2 separate regions of the Sus scrofa genome follow, and region 2 is linked to region 1. The links are chromatin contacts, called in public HiChIP or PLAC-seq maps. All regions are on one chromosome and are shown on one strand. Each heading gives the region's core, a stretch centred on a gene start, on an enhancer-like site or on the middle of the called end of the contact. The rest is flanking DNA. Distances are from core to core; before and after follow the strand shown. Region 1 overlaps FNDC3A (fibronectin type-III domain-containing protein 3A). Region 2 has its middle 64 kb from the start of CYSLTR2.

Evidence for each region. HiChIP or PLAC-seq counts read pairs in DNA pulled down with a chosen protein or histone mark.
Region 2: an H3K27ac HiChIP or PLAC-seq map of alveolar macrophages shows a contact between it and region 1. The contact joins two enhancer-like sites. A contact is called at or near these places in 8 of 47 Hi-C or Micro-C datasets (embryonic fibroblasts, fetal skeletal muscle, heart right ventricle and 4 more) and 2 of 2 datasets of contacts at active chromatin or transcription factors (alveolar macrophages and skeletal muscle).

What each region holds. Positions count from the first base shown.
Region 1 is chr11:18,622,728-18,629,235 of Sscrofa11.1, forward strand. It overlaps FNDC3A (fibronectin type-III domain-containing protein 3A), which reads right to left. Exons shown (of 26, transcript XM_021065328.1): 4 at 5,542-5,618. Among named protein-coding and RNA genes, the nearest start is that of MLNR, 82 kb to the left of the region's middle. Within about 2 kb of position 2,289, at least 2 of the 83 cell types and tissues checked have an H3K27ac peak or open chromatin away from gene starts, as enhancers often do. A contact at or near this core is called in alveolar macrophages, where this site is marked.
Region 2 is chr11:18,944,167-18,950,674 of Sscrofa11.1, forward strand. No RefSeq gene overlaps it. Among named protein-coding and RNA genes, the nearest start is that of CYSLTR2, 64 kb to the right of the region's middle. Within about 2 kb of position 3,930, at least 21 of the 83 cell types and tissues checked have an H3K27ac peak or open chromatin away from gene starts, as enhancers often do. A contact at or near this core is called in alveolar macrophages, where this site is marked.

The DNA.
Region 1 (6,508 bases), core at 1,039-3,538:
TTAAAACATTTATACATGTTTCGAGTAGGTTTGCAAATATTTAAGATGCACAATCCTAAGTGAGGTAACTGTTAATGTCTTCTCATCTACAGTCTGTGTTTGTTTTCTGTATCAAAGTTATAACAGTCATAAAACTGAGAAGACTTCCTTATTTTTCTAAATTCTGTAAAAGTTTATGCAAGATTTGGAAGTGATTATTCCTTAAATATTAATAAAACATGTTTATAAATACTCTAAAGAAATTTAAATAAAGATCCATTTTCCTGATCCAACAATAAAAGTTATATATGTAATTAAAAAATTAAGTCTGACTATTCTCATTACTGCTCAGTAGAATACTTAAGTATCAGAGTAATAAGGTACAAATATTATAAAATAAACTATACTACAGAACTCGAATAAAAATGCAAAGCAAGTATGATGCACTGGCAATTTTAATGGCAAGTTTGGGCTTTGCAAATTGCAAATGAGAAAACAGAACCAATTAATCTTTAAATTACTCAATGTATGATACCCTAGCTGTTATTCTCAAAAATGAAGTTAAAATATATGTGAGTTAATGATGAATTCACATTTGAAGTGCTTCTAAACTTAACAGGGGCATGCTTTTGGAACAAACAAAAAATGTGGTTGATTTATCCTGGGTAAGTCATGACTTCTTCATGTTTTAATAATAATAAGTACTTTTGTCAAATCTTGATCTTCAGCTTAATATTAAGATATAGCTAATCTTTTGAACTTTTCATTTTTTGGCCTCAGTATGCTCTTAGGCATGTAGCATTATTACTTCCTCAGTGGTAGGGCTACATGCACCCAACAATGGATTTTAATTTCTGCAGTCCTTGCTTGCTTGACCAAACTTTTTAGGATACATACAGCTGCTGAATCCTAGTAGTATATACAGAATTACATGATAATACAGCAAAAACATGACTTGACTTGGATCACTGGCTTTAAACAATAGCTACATATAAGGCAGGGATGGAGATGATTAAGCCTGTTGCCATGAGGGGAGACTAGTGTACAAAGGTCTAAAAGGAGCCTAGAGATGATAGCTATTCATAAATTTAGTGTGCATGCTACTTGGTTCCTGCACTTGCACTGTATTATAGCTATCTATGTGTCTTAACATTTGGTTCAACTTGCAGCATCTATATTTGCTAATATGTTTACTTATGTGCTAGGTTTTGGATTATGAAGCTGTTAGCTGTGCCTAGAACTTAGAGTTTTCTGTCATCAGAAATTACGTATGTCAGGCGATGGGGGATGTAGTGCAACAATGATGTCAAAATGTTAGAACCTGTGTGAAGTCAGCCATACAATGAGACACCAACGTCAAATGCTTTCACGGACATGTGGAATCTGAAGAAAGGACAGACTGAACTTCTTTTTTTTTTTTTGTTGGTCTTTTTGCCTTTTTCTAGTGCCGCTCCCGCGGCATATAGAGATTTGCAGGCTAGGGGTCTAATCAGAGCTGTAGCCACCGGCCTACACCAGAGCCACAGCAACGCAGGATCCAAGCCGCGTCTGCAACCTACACCACAGCTCACGGCAATGCCGGATCGTCGACCCACTGAGCAAGGCCACGGATCAAACCCGCAACCTCATGGTTCCTAATTGGATTCGTTAACCACTGCGCCACGATGGGAACTCCAGACTGAACTTCTTTGCAGAACAAATGCTGACTTACAGACATTGAAAAACTTATGGTCTCCGGAGGAGACATTTTTGGAGGTGGGGGATGTGCTTGGGCTGTGAGATGGAAATCCTGTGAAATCAGATTGTTATGATCATTACACAACTACAGATGTGATAAATTCATTTGAGTAATAAAAAAAAAAAGTTAGAACCCATTCGTACACAATGGGTACTTTAAGAACAATGAAACTAAATTTTTGTCTTTGGATTACTTCTGTATGCTTGAAAAGGATATATTTCCTAGAGATAATCTTAAATTAATGTTGATTAACAGTTAGTTAATTATTAACCTCACATAATCCTTCCAGTAAGATTATTGTTAAAGTTCATTCACTTATTTGACAAAATTTATGAAACAACTATGATATCTGAGTTACCACATAACAAAGATAATTATTAAAAGGTACCTCTTTATGTTCAAGAAACTTAAAATATCATATGAAAAAGAATATATATATACATACACTTATAATACTAGGTGGTATGTAACACATAGCCAAAGAATGGTACAAAGAACTTGACCTAGGTTCTCAAGGATCAGCAGAATTTCAAAAGGCAGAAATGAGGCAATGAATAATCTTTCTCAGAAAACAGCATTAAGAAAACCACGAAGAAATGGGAGTTTCCTTCATGACTCAGCAGTTCATGAACCTGACTAGGATCCATGTGGATGCGGGTTCGATCCCTGCCCTTGTTCAGTAGGTTATGGATCTGGCGTTGTCATGAGCTGTGGTATATAGGTTGCAGATGCAGCTCAGATCCCTTGTTGCTGTGGCTGTGGGGTAGGCTAGCAACTATAGCTCCGATTCGACCCCTAGCCTGGGAACTTCTATATGCCATGGGTGCAGCCTTAAAAAGCAAAGAAAGAGAGAAAGCCATGGAGAAAGGAAAACATCAAGTGACCATGTGTCAAGAGAAAGGTACAAAGACAAACTAGAACAGAACTGTATAAGGCCTTATATGTCAAGAAATCTAGACTTCATTAAGTGGACAAGCCAGCTCAAGGCTCTTTATGAGAACAGAAGTGAAAAACCAAAGTAATAAGAAAGATCAGTGGCCCTTGGCCTAAAGATATAGAACCTCAACTTAGATGACTATTTGATTGATTTACTAATATTTACTGAGCCTTAGTATATGGCAGGCTCTGTACTCAGCTTTTTTTTTTTTTTTTTTTTTTTTTTTTTGCCATTTCTTGGGCCACTCCCGTGGCATATGGAGGTTCCCAGGCCAGGGGTCCAATAGGAGCTGTGGCCATCAGCCTACGCCAGAGCCACAGCGACATGGGATCTGAGCCGCGTCTGTAACCTACACCACAGCTCACGGCAACGCGGGATCCTTAACCCACTAAGCAAGGCCAGGGATCGAACCCGTAACCTCATGGTTCCTAGTCGGATTCATTAACAACTGAGCCATGACGGGAACCCCTGTACTCAGCTTTGAGGAAATAAAGATGGCTAAGGATCCTATGTGATCTAGTCCCATTATCTCTCCAACCTTCTTACTTACTATTATTCTGCCTTAAGGACTCAATCCAGACAAGATGGCCACCTTGTTGTTCCCAAGCATGCTTTCATCCTAGGCCATTTTCATTGGCTGTTTCTGTTCCTGAATCTTCTTTCCCTAAATAAATGCATGGCCCATTCCTAATTGTCCTTTAAGACTTGGTTCAAAGGTACCTTTCCAACAAGGCCTGGTCTGGTCACCCTAGTTTTAAAATGTAACCAGCTCTATAACCTTTCTTTCCCCCCCATATTACTCATATGTAATGTATATAATACATCATATACTTTATCCACTTATTACGTTTATTGTTTGCTTTTCCCCATAACAGTATAAACTACAGAAGTTTACAGAGCTCTTTGCCTCTTTTTATTCAAGCACTTAGAAAAGTGCCTGAAATATATGAACACTCAACACATATCTGTTGAACACTGTTAAATATAGGAACTATACATAATCTTCTCAGGAAAGTGAATCAATTAAGCAGTGTGGTAAATTCGTTAAAAGAGGGATAGACATAATGTGCCATGAGAACCCAAAAGTAGAGGCACCTGAAAATGTTCCTAATGGCCTAATTCCAGAAGGTGATTTTAGAAGCTAATTCTAGACTGAGTGAAATGAGAAGTGTAGAAATATGCCATTAAAAACAAAATTAAGGGAGTTCCTGTTGTGGCTCACTGGAAATGAATCCGATTAGGATCCACGAGGATGCGGGTGTGATCCCTGGTCTTGCTCACCGGGTTAAAGATCTGGCATTGCTGTGGCTGTAGTGTAGGTCACAGGTGCAGTTCGGATCCAGTGTGGCTGTGGCCGGCAACTGCAGCTCTGATTCACCCCTAGCCTGGGAACTTCCATATGTTGTACCTGTAAGACCTAAAAAGCAAAAAAACAAAAAACAAAAAAAAGCAAAAACAAAAATAAAAGGTACAGTTAGCTGAGAGAACAGTAAGATACCCATAACTGCATAGAAAGAATTTGTCTTAATTATCTTTATGTCACTAGCACCCAATATAGAGTTTAGCACGTGGTGTCATTCAAAATGTTTGGTAAAGGAAGGTAGAGGAAGAGACCAGGTATCAGCTGTATGTGAGTGGAGAGAGGTTGGAGAAGGAACGACCAGAGAAGTAGAAAGGATTAGGACAGTATTACTTCAAGGAAATCTGGGGGAATCTGGGGTGAATCACATGAGCAGGGTCAATTGTTTAGAGGTCAAAGAGGATCAGGATGGGAAAAAGGCCTTTGGTTTGGCATATAACAGGGAACAGATTTAGTAGCATAATAAAGGCAGAATGCAGGCTAAGGAGTCAGTGTGCTAAACAAAAGCAGAAATAGCTGATTATTCTCTTTTGAAAAGTTTACAAAGTACTTTCAAATGTGTCATTTCATATATGTTACGATCTTATTTTACAGTGAAGACAATGAGGCTCAAGCAAGCTGATCTGTCCAAGGCCAATGCAGCCAGTAGAGTTTTAAACAGTACATGGATCTGGCTTTTCTGACTTTAATCCTCATACTACTTCCATTCTCCCCCCAGCATAGTGGTCTTTTTTTGCTGTCATTCATACAGTGGTAGACTTCACAGAATAGGCGGTGAATCCAGCATGGTTTCCCACTGTATTCTGCCATAATCAGGGAGGAAGGAAGAGAGAGCCTGAAGGAAATTTCAAGTATAAATTCAGTTCGAGGATTAGCAACCGTTAGTATTTCCAAAACGGTTGTGAAGCAATGAGTGCTGACCAAACAGAATCTTAGTAGCAGAAGATATTGAACCCCTACAGATCTTACAGTTTCATTCTGTTTACCTGTGCAAATAAATTAGCTATACTCTTTAAGTGAGAGCTTTCCAACTGCTTTGCAGGAAAGGGCTACAGGTGTGTAGTAATATAGATCCCCTTAGCCCTTGGGGTTGCAGGTTTACAGGTCGAAATTCTCTTCTACTGACCACAAAGTACCATACAATTATGGGTATTCGAGAACCACTGTAAGAATAAAGTTGGAAGACCACCTTGGATTACTTTTAAGCAAATGATTAATTTAAAAGAATTAGTGTAGGTATCTTTAAACCTTGAGGTATTACTTACATTATTCACATCTTCAAGAAGATAAAACTCCAAAATTATTTCTTTATTATAATTCAACATTCAAAGACAAGGCCAAATGATGATGAGTGCTAATTTAATTTTTTCCCCTTTCTCAATACACTAAATGTACTAAAGTACCTGAAACAGATTTACCAAGATATACTGTATACTGGGTAAGCTTCAGCACTTAAGTGGTACTTTTTGTCTGAATTAAACAGACAATCACTATTACATAGTTATAAAAAGAAAAATAACAACATACCTGTGGGGCGTATCCAGGAGGCACATAAATAGGAGGCACAGAACCATTTGGGGACATCATTGGAACCTGAGCAGGACCTGAATGGGCCACAAAAAAGATGTATTAACCCAGGATTACTTAGCAAGCTAAAATTGAAAACAACCTGAATTACACTTTGAATTCTTCATCTAAACACTCAAACTAACAGTGACTGTGTTATCATGAAATTTTTACATGATTCACCTGTTAGAAAAGTTTATCTTATAAAGTGCACCGATTGCTCTTTACCTATTGTTGTGTTCCTCAAATTTCCCTGGTTATTGTAACAGCCACTTAGGGAGGTTTTTAAAACACAGAGATTTCTAGGTTCTCCTAAAGATTCTTCTTTAGTATGCTCAGAGGAAAGAGGGGTCTTAAATCAGCACATTTACTTTATAAATATCCCAAGTGATTCTTATAATCTTACAAGTTAAGAAACACTGACCTAGAGGAAAATCAAACTAACCTTTGCACATAAAATCAATGAAAAATACAAAAGGCAAAAGTACGAAAAACAAAAGGAATAAAAATCAAGAAAAAGTCAAGGAAGAAGAGTTGATTTGGAACTTGCTTTGTTAGCATTAAAAACCTCCTGTGTAACGTGTAAGTCATGTCTGTGGGGGTTTGAGAAACAAGTTAAAGAAATGCTATATGCATGTATATTTACCCAAAGGAAGTTGTTTTTGTTTCTTATAATGAAAATTTCTTTAAAAACCCCCACCTGTTTGTCTTATTCTACATTTCATTTTTATAGTGATATTCTTTCCAAACAACTTAAAAAAATATGATCTCTTGTTTACCTTCTCTTAATCAGGCACTTTGGAAAGTGTGTTTTATTCTTTCCAGGAACTAAAAAATCTTACTTGCTTTATATAACTTTAAAAGAGTACCTTACCTTCAGGTTCTTTTTTACCGCTCTAACTTTAGACTGCATTATCCCTTTACCCAC
Region 2 (6,508 bases), core at 2,680-5,179, 320 kb after region 1:
GTGGCTTCTGAAGCTGGGAACTGGGAACAGGATGGCCCTGGACAGCTCCTGAAGGGAAGGTGACACAGGCATTTGTGTGGGTTCAGATTGTGCCTCTGTCTAGTTTTGCACCAAATACTCTGTCCTCCGCCCCCGCCATCCATGGCCTTTGCCAGTTGAGTTAACCTTGGGCACCTGAGAATTTCCATCCTAAACCTATAAACCTAATCTTCCCCCGGTGCAGGGGCGAGGAGTGGGAAGGGAGCTGCTGTCAACAGCAACAAAATGATTTCACACACGGAAAGTGGGAGGGAACCAGGCAAAGCAGAGTGTAACTTCTTGTCTGGAAAATGAACCTTGTAAAGAGACGAAACTCCACACCATAGACAGCAAGCGTGGCGGAAGGTAGGGATGATGAGAAAGGAAGGCAGGATGTGTTTCTTGTTTTAAAATGCAGGTTACTGTATTTCTGATTATGATTACAAGCTCGCTGTGGGAAATTTGGAAAATGCAAAAAGGAACTGCAGAGAAAATACCCATAATAATACAGTATGTAACATTTTGAAATGCTGTGTTTGACTTTTTTCTCAGTCCACAGATAACGCACATCAGACTCCTCTGCTGCTTTTGAACGGGTGGAATATTTTCGATTTTACAGTGGTATCTAGGTGATGACCATCTCTGCTCGCTAAATTATTTTAGAGGAACAAATTACTATTATTAGAGGAACAAATATTCCTCTAAATTATTTCGCGATGGTGCCTTTATTCATGACAGAGAATGAAAACACATCCAGAGGAGGTGAGAGTGGGCCTTTGCGGGAGGTGGACAGAGCAGGGACAACAGAAATGCCAGGCTTCGTGGAGCCCCAGGCAGGGCCTGCGTGCCCTGCGCTGCTTTCTCGCTTGGGCTTGTGCTACTGCAGTTTCAGGGACTGGTTGACCTCATGGCGTAAGAAATCATACAAAAATCTGTGTGATTCGCACTTCCATTCTTTCTTAGCCTGATGTTGTGTGGCAACTGGCCAACACCTTCATTGCCTAAAATGTTATGTAGGTATTGATAAGCTCCACATGCTGCCCAGCCCTTTTCTATCTCAGCAGGGGGCAGGCAGGAAGCTCAAATCGACATTTCCCAGGCTGGCTATACTTCGGCTTCAGGATGTGGTCTGGAGGCTGCCAGTCAGACGCACCTGTGGTAGAACAGGCTTTGGAACTGAACCAGGAGGCAGAGAGGGAGAGAAGGAGGAAGTGGGCATCCATTCTGCATTGCAAATAAGGCTCTCGTTCCATCTGCCCCCCCCCACCCCGAATCCTGTTCCCTCCCCAGCCCAGCCCTGGAGGGAACGAATGTTATCAGACTGCTCTGCAGCCTTCTCTCCTCTTTTCTGCGCATTTTCTGCATTTACGTTATACCGTCTGCTCTATTTTTGTTTTGATTCTCCAGTTTTTTATTGTGATGAAATACATTTATAAAATTTACCATCTCAGTCATTCTTAAGTGAACCATTCAGTCGTATTTCAAGTCATTCATAATATTGTTCACCCATCAGCACCATCCATCTCCAGAACTCCTTCCCTCTTCACACGCTGAAGCTCCATACCTGTTAAACATTCACTCCCCATTCCCCAATCCCTCCACTCCCTGGCAACCATGCTTCTGCCTCCTGTCTCTATGATTTGAGCTATTCTAAGTGCCTCATATAAGAGGAATCATACGGTGTTTGGTGTTTGTCTTTTTGTGGCTGACTTCTTTCACTCAGGGTAATGTGCTGAAGAGTCATCCACATTGTACCATATGTCAGAATTTCCTTCCTTCCTTTTTTCTTTTTTTTTTGGAGGGGGGCTCTGCCTGAAGTATGCGGATGCTCCAGAGCCAACCAGATCCTTAACCCACTGAGCCACCAGGGAACTCCAGAATTTCCTTCCTTTTTAAGGATGAATAATATTCCATTATATTAACATACACATTTTGCTTCTCTCTTTATCCACTGATGGACACTTGGGGTGCTTCCATGTTTTAGCTGTTACGAGTAATGCTACTATGAATACAGGTGTACAAAAGTCTTCAAGACCCTGCTTACAGGGTATCAGTGAGCTAAGATTTGTAATACTTAGCACGGTCCCTGGCCCATCATAAGTGAGGATGATTGTCGGCTCTTATTTCTCCTACTCTACCCCTCTAAGCTCATCTGTAGATGGGTTATTCTATTAAAGACCTTGTGGGATGTAGATCATTTTGTTATTACTGCAGGGTGTGTGTGCTTTTGAGAGATGTCAACACCCTTTGTGCTGTGTTTCTAAACCAGCCTTTTGAAAGAAGCCACTGTGATATGGGCTCCTATCTCGTAAGACCACTGATGCTTTTAATTTAGTATACCGAATATGTGTATGAATCCTACCAGTAAGTCTTTCCTGAAAGAACCACTTCTCTGTCTACCTGTAGATACCTACTCTTTCAAAGGTTTTGCATATAAGAAGCTAAAATTAATATCATCAAAACGGCAATTTTCTTTTCTTTTCTTTTTTTTTTTGTCTTTTTGCCATTTCTTGGGTGGCTCCCATGGCATATGGAGGTTCCCAGGGTAGGGGTCCAATCAGAGCTATAGCCGCCGGCCTACGCCAGAACCACAGCAACGCGGGATCGAGCTGCGTCTGTGACCTACACCATAGCTCATGGCAATGCCGGATCCCTAACCCACTGCGCAAGGCCAGGGACTGAACCCGCAACCTCATGGTTCCTAGTCGGATTTGTTAACCACTGAGCCACGACGGGAACTTCTGCAATTTTCAAATAAAGTGAATTGGGCTTATTCACATGGTCTATTTAAGGAAAAGGAATACCTTGTTCCACTTTGTTTTGGCCGCAGCTGCGGCCAAGTGGAAGTTCCCAGGCCAAGGATCGAACCTGTGCCACAGCAGTAACCAGAACCACTGCAGTGACAATGCTGGATCCTTAACCCAGTGGGCCACCAGGGAAATCCAACATGGTTCCATTTGAAAAGAGGAACTCAGGCTATCATGGAGTGGTGAGAACATGACTGGGAGTCAGGGAGCTCCATTGAATCCTGCCCCTTATTAGCCCTGAAAGACCCTTAATATTTCTGAGCCTCACTATTCTTATATTTACCTCATAAGGTTGTTCAGAAGATTTAAAATAATGTATGGAAGCGCCACACACGTAGGCATCCTTAAATAATGTTCATTCTTGTCTCCCTTCCGGTGTCATTCCGAAAGTACCATCTATTCCTTGAGTATCAGCTCTGAGCCAGCAGGCACTTTTACAGGCTATGGGGTAAAGGGACGCCTCAGAGCTAGTCCCACCTTCAGAGGGATTTTTAGCGAGCGAGAAGGGCCGTGGCTAAGTGAGCTCAAGAGATTGATATGTGCAATAATAGCACCATGGCCAGGACCCGCCCATCCCAGCACAGGAAGCAAGAGAGGCCTTCACAGAGGTGTCCCTAGAGCTGGGTCGTGAAGGAGGAGAACAAGTTTACCAGACAGGTAAGAAGAACGGGTATTAAAAAAAAGCCAAGACAGAAAGAGCATGGAGTGTTATAAAGAGAATGAGCGTTTCTCTTGCTTTTAGAGAAGGCCTGGCCCAGCATTCTCACAGCATCTCCTTTGGCTGGCATCTGTTCAAATCTCTGGGCATTGCATTCAGTAAGGAAGCCAGGAATTATTAATGCCCATCACAGGCTGGGGCCTGGAGCTCCATTTGAGAGCCGGGCCTCTACATCTACCTGAAAAGGCGTAGCTTGTCCTTCTCTCTCTGTTAGCTTTTCACGGGGAGAACTAAGTAAATCACCATGATGGTGTCACTGTGGATCACCAGAGATTTTTCTCTCTAGAATCCTATCATTTAATCTCATTTCTAAAAGTGGTGCTCAGGTGTTGTGGGGGTGGATGCTGCCCATAATAACAAATGATCCATGATTCTCTGGCACATATAGTAGGGAGTCACCTAGTGGACAGAAAAGTCTCTTCCTCCAGGTCCATTTATAATAAAGAACATTCCAGAACGTGTTCAATTTGTCATTCAAAGTGGCCATGCCCAAATATAGTTCCTATGTCCCTCTACACTTTTATAAACCTCTGGCATTTGCCAGCTGCCGCTGCTGGAACAGAAATGTTTATATCCAGGCAGGACAGAAACATGATAGAAAATAAAGAGGCTGAAACCCCAGTAAAAAATACTGAAAGAGAAAATGCACAATCAGTTTTGTTCCGTGTATTTTTAAAGAAATTCCAGTCCAGTTGTAGCTGAGAGATGACTCATCCTGTCTTCAGAAGCACCAAGAGGAATGAAGCAGGAGGGATGAGCAAAACCAAGATTCTGTTTTACATAATCCTCATTTTCATGCAAAGAGCTCTTTGCACAGCTCATGAAATTAGCCAGCAATTTAACTACCTCATTATTTAGAGTGTCAGGCAAAGTGCACAAGATTTTTCTGGATAAGGATTATGACAGCCGGCCAGTAAGAAGACTGTCATAGACCATATCCTGCTCCCTAGAACACCAGGGAAGTGTCAAAGCGCCCTCAAAAGCCTGGGGAGAGTGACACACACCAGTCTTTTGACTGGCGCAGAGACCCACTTAAATGACCTCAGCGAAGGGGCCCCGGGGGGTTATCAGTGGTTCACAAACTGGACGACACATTCACCTCAGCTGAGGAGTTTTTAAAGCTTCTCAGATCTGGGTTTCACTCCCGAGGTTCTCGTTTAGTAAGTCTGGGGTGTGACTTGGGGGTCAGGATGTTTTGTAAGTCCCCAGGTAATGCTGACATACAGCCGAGTGTGAGAACCACTGGTAACTCGCAACTGGAACTGGAAGCCAACGATGCCCGGCAGCCGAGCACTCAGGGCTACCCCCCATCGCATCAGGCGCCAGGCGGTCTGTGTGCAGGGCGCCCCCTAGAGCGCGTTTCCAGCCGGGTGCGCCGCGGGGCACAGGACGACCCCCCCCCCACCCCCCGCCCTTTCCCTGGGAGACCCACTGGGTGTTACTGAAGTCGTCGGCGCTGCCTCATTACAGCTCTGTTCCTCGTCAGCCTCTCATTTCCCAATCTCAAATTCCTAAGGAAGGCGGGTGGCCGGATCACTTTTTGAAGATGGGTGACAAAAACCTCTCGCTTCTGACCAGCCCAGTCCATCCCCGGTGGCCATGAAGGGACCAGCGCCCTGGGCACAGTATCGTCCCTCAGGAAGCGTGAGGAGGAAGGCGATGACCGGTGGCTTAAACATAATGAGCTTGGCAGAAGCTGATGGATTTCATTAACAGGGGTTGAATTCCCCTTGGGTGACCGTAGAATTAACTGACCAAATTAGGACGCTTTGAGAGTGAAGGGGTGCTATTAATAATAACGTTGGGAGGGTAGGTAGAAACTGGAACAGTTCCTGGCACATATAGCCAGCCTAGTTTGCTTGAAATTTTGATAGGAAAGGGGGGGGGGAGACCTTGCTAAAATTTCAGGATATGGATATGGAAGGAATCATGCATCATAAATGGAAGAACCACAGCTAAGATGAGACTGTGAATGAATATATTCCGGCAACCTCTCCAGTAGAAATTCCTGGCCATGAGGGCCCCTCTTGCTGGCAGTTGTAGACACGCAGATCACACTCCTAAGGTGTATTAATTCCTGAGGGCCATCCTAACGAATTACCACAAATCTTTGGTTTAAAAAAATAGAAATATTTTCTGTCACAGTTTGGGAGGCTAGAAGTCCAAAACTAACATGTCCTGAGGCTCTAGTGTCAAGACTCTAGGAGAGAATCCTTCCTTGCCTCTTGCAGCTTCTGGTGGCTCCAGACAGGCATTGGTTTGTGGCTGTATCATTTCACCTTCTGCTTTTGCCTTCACACGGCCTGCCCCACTCTTCTGTCCTTGTTGTATCCTTTTCCTTCTTTTATCAAGACACTTGTCATTGGTTTTAGGGCCCACCCACTTAATTCAGTGTATCTTATCTTGACATCCTTAATTTAATTCCATCAGCAAAGACCCTTTTTCCAAATAAGGTCACATTCACAAGTTCCAGGGGGACGTTTCTTTTGGGGGGACTCCATTCATCCCATCGTAGCAGGTATGGACCTCAGAGTCAGTCTCACCGAAGAAGAGGAGGTGCTCAGGAATTCATTTGCAGGCACTTTATGTTAGATTCTATATTACGAGTAGCAGGAAACCTATCTAAAACTGGCCTAACAGGAGTTCCCTTTGTTGTGCAGCAGAAACAATCTGACTAGGAACCATGAGGTTGCAGGTTCAATCCCTGGCCTCGCTCAGTGGGTTAAGGATCTGGTGTATCCATGGGGTGTGGTATAGGTCACAGACAAGGCTCGGATACTGCGTTGCTGTGGCTGTGGCATAGGCCCACAGTTGTAGCTCCATTTGACCCATAGCCTGGGAACCTCCACATGCCACCTAAAAAGCTAAGTAAGTAAGTAAGTAAATAAACAAACAAACCTGGCCTTAACAGTAAAGAAAATTGATGGGTTCATGAAAAATCAAGATAGAGGCCTAGCGTCAGGTG